Linked DNA regions of Mus musculus: region 1 is linked to region 2. A link is a contact called in public promoter capture Hi-C data. All regions are on one chromosome and are shown on one strand. Each heading gives the region's core, a stretch centred on a gene start, on an enhancer-like site or on the middle of the called end of the contact. The rest is flanking DNA. Distances are from core to core; before and after follow the strand shown.

Region 1 (2,882 bases), core at 171-2,670, 1.1 Mb after region 2:
AGCGTTCTGATCCCTGGACAGGGTCGGTCACCTGTCACCACATATACCGCAGCATCCTGGTCAATTTGTGGCATTCTCTAAATTACTTTGTGTAGGACAAAGAGCAGTGGCAATGCTTGTGGAAAGAAAAAACAATTTGGTGGGGACAGTGACTGCCTCCATGACACAATTCATGGGCAAGGGCCAACCTGCCCTTGGGACTTCCCAATTCAATAAAGCAATATGTCACATAGCAATATGACACATGGGGGTGGGGAGAGTTAAGAACAGAAGCAGGTCTGAGAGAAACTTCAATGTTTTGGTTCCTAGAGAAATAAGGAAGAGCAAGCAAAGGAATGATCCGTGTGTTTTGAGGGTCACCTGGGCTGCTGCAGTGAAGCCAAGGTTGATGTGGGGTGATCAGCAAGCCAATTTGTTATTTTGCTCTTCCCAGCAGATGACATTAATAGGTAGATGGTGGTAAGGGAGGCAGAGAGAAATCAGTTGGTCAGAATGGGAGTCAGCAGGATGGAGATGAACAAACAGCTTCAGGGCTAAGCAGTTTGAAGTTAATGTGCTAACAAGCAGAGCTCTGAATGGGACAAGTGAAGACCACTCTTATTAGTGTTATGAAATATAAAATATAAATTGTGGTATAACATGGTAGGAGTAATACTTGGCAGGACAGTGCCGAGATGTTCCTCTGAGGAATCACACCATGCAGCATGCCTGTATAAAGATTTATTGTGGAGATGGGAGTGGGAACCTGGAAAGAGGTAGAGGCAGAGAAAGGATAGGACAGAGAAAGACAGGAAGAGAGAAAGAGAGCAAGAGAGGCCTGCCAGGAACACATGGGAACTGAGAGAGTGGGAAAGGGAGAAGTGGGGGTAGGGCTGTGAGCAGTCCTCTTTAGATGATGCTGCGCTGCCAGGCACCTGCCTCACACCGGGTGGGGCAGAGACAAGCTTTTGCTGGGTAGCCATTGGGCAGAATTGCCTGTTTCCAGGTGGACATGGGACAGGAGCTGGGAAGGGATGGTGAATTGCAGATTCAAACCAGGGACTACTAGTATGTAATACTGAGAACACACCTTGGGGTGTGCTGGGTCACTCAGGTTGGCTCCTGACTGCCTCCACAATGGCTTTCCTGATTTTAGGATCTTGCAATCTCCAGTTGTTCCATTCCCTGCCCCTTAGCTGTGTAGGGCTGAATGGGATAAGGGCTAAGTTCCTCAGGGGCAGCCATGGACCCTCCTCTCTCTGAGGCAAAGAGACGATTGACCTCAGCGACCTCTGCAGCTTTCCTCACTACTACTGCAGATCTAGGAAGTAGCAAGCAAAGCCTGGTACTGTAACTTTAAGAGGGACAACCCATTACCCTGAGTTCACTACCACTGAGGCCTGCAAAAAGGAAATAAGGCTAGGTTGTGGGAAGTTACCACAGTGCCTCTAACTGCTGACAATGTGAAAACCTCCAGCCATGAGAACAGGCAACACACAGGCTGCCCATGCAACAAATATGGGCCAGATGCAGACCCTGGTTCTATTCTCAACATTGCTGACCCTCTGTGTCTCTGAAGGTGAGTGGAGAGGCCAGAGCAGTGTAGGGCCATGGGGGTGGACAGTATGGACACACAGGCACTGACCTTCCTGTTTTCATTCCTCAGCAAGCCCTGAGGTGTGGGTGCAAGTCCAGATGGAGGCCACCAACCTCTCGTCTTTCTCAGTTCACTGTGGGGTCTTAGGATATAGCCTCATCTCCCTGGTAACAGTGAGCTGTGAAGGATTTGTTGACGCTGGAAGGACCAAACTAGCTGTGTTACATCCAGAATTTGGTACCCAGCAGTGGGCTCCTGCCAGGCAGGCCCACTGGGAAACCCCAAACAGCGTCTCTGTCACTCTGACCATGGGACAATCCAAAGCAAGAAGCTCTCTAGCCAACACCACATTCTGCTGCGAGTTTGTTACCTTTCCTCATGGTTCCAGGGTTGCCTGTAGAGACCTGCATAGATCAGATCCAGGTATGTCTGGGGAGAGGCGGGAGACGGGGAGGATCTTAACACTGGCTGCCCATCTGACACTTTTCTCTGTGTCTAGGACTCTCTGCCCCAACTCCAGCCCTCAATCTTCAAGCAGACCTGGTGAGGATCTTGGGAACCTCAGGAGTTTTCCTGTTTGGTTTCATCTTTATACTATGTCTCCGGTGGCAGCAGAGGCATTGGTGAGATTGGGTTCAGTAATATCCACACACCACTTGGTTAGGTGCCTTCTGCCCCTAACTCTGCCTCTTCTGTCTTACAGGTGTTTGAGTAAATCTCAGCCATCTCTCACTAGCACCCAGGCACAGGTGGAGACTCAGGTAAGGCTTGAAGGAGGATGTTTGGAGCAGGATACCAGGGGTCCACAGCTGGACAGGGACTTGGGGTCTTATCTGACTCTCCTTCATGCCCTACAGCCCACCAAGACCATCCCTGGCCACTGGGGTGGATCCACCATCCCAATACCTTCCCCAACCTCCAGCCACCCTGTTTAGCAGCTCTGTATGAGGCTGTAGTCCATTCTGACCAACACATGCCTCAGGGCACATTGCTCCCCACTAGTGACCCACACCAACCCCATGCCTGTCTCCTCAGCCTCCCCACTTGGCCTCTACACACAGCAGCTTCATCTCCATGGAGAATGGACTGTATGCTCTGGCATGAGTGAAACTTCCCCACACTCTTCCCAACTTCCACCGACTGTCTGGAGCACAGTACCCTGGAAAAATGCTTAGAAGTTCAATGACAGGTACCCTTGGTCCACTACAGGCCTTTGGAACATCTATCTACTGATGTCTTCAACCTGGGCACCAGGCTTCTTCATGAATCTTGCTCTATTCTTAAGCTTCTGATCAGTGTCATCAAA
Region 2 (3,008 bases), core at 390-2,889:
CCTGTTTATAGGCTAAAGGCGCTGAGCTTCAAGACTGGGCAGGACTGGCCTCACTCATTCCCTCATTTCCCTTCACGGTTTTAATAATCTGGCGTTACCATGCTCAGAAGCGGCGTCAGACTCTTTCTCTCCCACAGCAACAGTAACACACACCCTGTCTGTTCCTCTTTCCAGAGACACCAGGAAAGAGACAATCAAGGGTTGGTCCCACCCCAGTCCTCAAGGTCCGAATGACAGCCTCTGGCGCCACCTGGCGATAGTCAGCACGGACCCGTCGCGAGTGAGCTGGACTGCAGATGAGTTTCCCGGCATGCAGTGGCCAGGTTCTCCAGGGACAGGAGGGTTGGAGGGCGGGGGGGGGGGGCGGGGGGGATGTCGCAGTTTGGAGAGATGAAAATCGCATATCTGGGAGAGGTTGGACTCTGCGCTGGTATCTTCTGGGGACCAGCCTTTTGCAAGACAGCGCGCCTTTGCCCCTTGCTCGGAGGAAGTGACTGATGAGTGATGAGTGTCTGGGGCTCGAGGGAAAGCTCCCGGCGTCCACAGCGAGCATGCGTGCACGTGTCCCCCTACCCCCCATAGATCCACGCAGCGCCCCATATCGCGTGCGCGCACGCACGTCCCCACGCTCTCGCGTGCAGGCCAGTCGCCCACGCAGCAGCGGCCCGCAGGCTCCAGAGCCAGATGCCCCCACCCACCCCGTGAGCCAGTTGTCTCTTTCATGTAGTGATCTCGCGTGGGCACAAAACTGCACACTTCCCACAGTCACTAAGGTGCAGCTAGGTGGGAGACTCCCTAGAAGGCTGGGCGTGTGGTCTAAGGGACTCCCAAACAGGCTGGGGGCTCCAAGTGTAGGCCGCTCCCACCTGCTAGCCACAACAACCAATGAAAGCTTGGCCCGGTGATGTCATGGACCAGCCGGACCCTTGTGATGACAGCCGGAGGTCACCGGTCAGGGGAATTAGCTCAAGCCCACCCTCGGGGGTTCCGGAAGTTTCCAGAGCTGCAGCAGAGTGCATTGTAGCATCTCCCCACAGCCTTCTGCTTGCCACTATGTGGTCTGGCTTCTCAGCTGTCCCCGTGTCACCTCTTCTTGCCCACAGGGGTCTTTTCCTATAAGGGAGAGCCTGTGTTTCTGTTATTTGTTCCTACAGGTGTTCTTTCGTCTCCACAGAGATGTCCCACGTCATCTTTTCTACCAGTGTCAGCTGAAGGGGGTCCTCAGTCAGGCTTTCTCGTGTCTCTTCTCTTATTACCCTGCCCCAAGCTTTGTCCTGGTTACAGATGCCAAATATTAGGCCTCTGATCTTTCTGGATTAGAGCTGTCAGTGTGTCCTTCCGTCCGTGAAAGGCGACCGGTCTGTCTGTGACTTGTCACCGCAGGAGACTGTCGCCTGCGTGAACGGTGTCTGGTGTCTCCGCAGGCTGCGGTCCGTCTGTCACGTGGGTGTCTGCCCCGCCGCTGCGGGTCTGCGGGTCTGTCGGTCTGTCTGAATCTACCACTGGAGTGTGTCTGGGCTCCCGCTCCCCGGGGTCTCGGGGCTTGAAGGGAGGGAGGAGGGGAGGTGGCAGCCCGGGGGAGCGGGGAGGGGCGGGGGCGGAGACAGTGGGCGGGCGGGGGCGCCGTGCGGCCCGGAGGGGTGTGTGCGGGGGGCCGGAGGCGGCTGTCACTGTCGGCTCAGCCTGCGCCGGGGAACATTGGCCGCCTCCAGCTCCCGGCGCGGCCCGACCCGGCCCGGCTTGGCCGCCTCAGGTGAGTCTCCCAACCCACCCAGGACCCTCCACCGAGTCGGGACCAATCCGCATCCCGGGGGAAACGTGCGATCCTGGAACGATCGAAGCCCCCCAACAGAGCTCCTACTGCACCTCCTGCCCCGTGGGGCCTGCCTAGAGGGGCCCCTCCACTGCCTCGCACTCCTCTGAAACTCCCGCTAGCCGCTGCATACTTACTGATGATGCTCGCTGGGCCGGCCGCTGCCTCTGCGCTCCCTTCCTGCAGGGACCCCCTGAAGGCCCCTTCCCCACTCTCTTCAAAGTCTGGGGACACTGGAAGACGCCCCCTGTTTGGGGCGGAGCCCAAACTGCGCAGGTTACTGACATCCCGAATGCACCACCCCCCATCCCGAGGGCCGCGACCCCAACGTCCCTACCCAGCTGAGCCCCTTGCCAGCTCCAGGACCCCTCCTGCGCTCTCTCTCTCTCTCTCTCTCTCTCTCTCTCTCTCTCTCTCTCTCTCTGACTCTGTCTCTCTCTATGTGTCTCTGTCTCTCTCTTTCCCTCCCTCCCTCCCTCCCTCCCTCTCACCCTCCCACCCTCCCTCTAAAAGGAGGCTCAGCGGAAGCCCCGAGTTATAATTAGCCCCACTCGGGTTTCCTGGTTAATCTCCAACAACGCCACTATCCCCAGATCCAGGCGACCAGAACTGGCTGGGTGATGGGTGAACACCCGGAGGGGGTAGTTCCGACCCGGGGAATTTTGATCTCTTGGCTGGAGACGCCGGAACTACAGCAGCTGTTGCCCCCAAAATAGCGCCCCTGCCTTTGCTACGGGGATCTCCGGAGCTCCCGGAACACAGACGTCCTGGCTCGCCCTTCAACCCCCTCTGCGATGCTCACGATTCTCCAGATACCCCCACACCAAGGCTCGGGCGGGGAGCTCTGGCCTCTTCTTGGTCTCTACTGCTCCCGGTTGGCAGTGGAGGGCATTGCAATATGGGGATGCAATAGGGGCTTGAGTTCTGGTGAGCCCCACAAGGGGCGAGTGAGACAGTTGGCTGGAGTCAGGCGAGAGGGGTGCGGTTGATGTAAAGCAAACGGGTACCAACCGGCCGTACCAGAAAGAAGAGAGGCGGAGCAGGGTGGGGCAAGGTGTCGACTGGACAAGATTCCAAGATGCCTTCAGAACCTGGGACTCCCGATACCTTGAATGCCCAACCCACTCCCCAGAAGGCTTTGGCTAACCCAGGAGAGGCTTGGGCTGTGCTTTCTTATAACTTGCAAGCTCCCGAA

The links. Promoter capture Hi-C pulls out the DNA fragments that hold promoters and counts their contacts.
Region 1: a promoter capture Hi-C map of liver shows a contact between it and region 2, with 4 times the contacts expected there. The contact joins the promoter of Pvrig here to the promoter of Ache in region 2. A contact is called at or near these places in 2 of 39 promoter capture datasets (both in liver).

The regions. Positions count from the first base shown.
Region 1 is chr5:138,340,511-138,343,392 of GRCm38.p6, forward strand. It overlaps Pvrig (poliovirus receptor related immunoglobulin domain containing), which reads left to right and starts at 1,421. Exons shown (of 5, transcript NM_001378438.1): 1 at 1,421-1,558; 2 at 1,646-1,999; 3 at 2,076-2,199; 4 at 2,280-2,337. The coding sequence starts at 1,459.
Region 2 is chr5:137,286,615-137,289,622 of GRCm38.p6, forward strand. It overlaps Ache (acetylcholinesterase), which reads left to right and starts at 1,640. Exons shown (of 5, transcript NM_009599.4): 1 at 1,640-1,753. Gm42456 (a long non-coding RNA gene) reads right to left here and starts at 2,030. Exons shown (of 4, transcript XR_003955815.1): 1 at 1,951-2,030.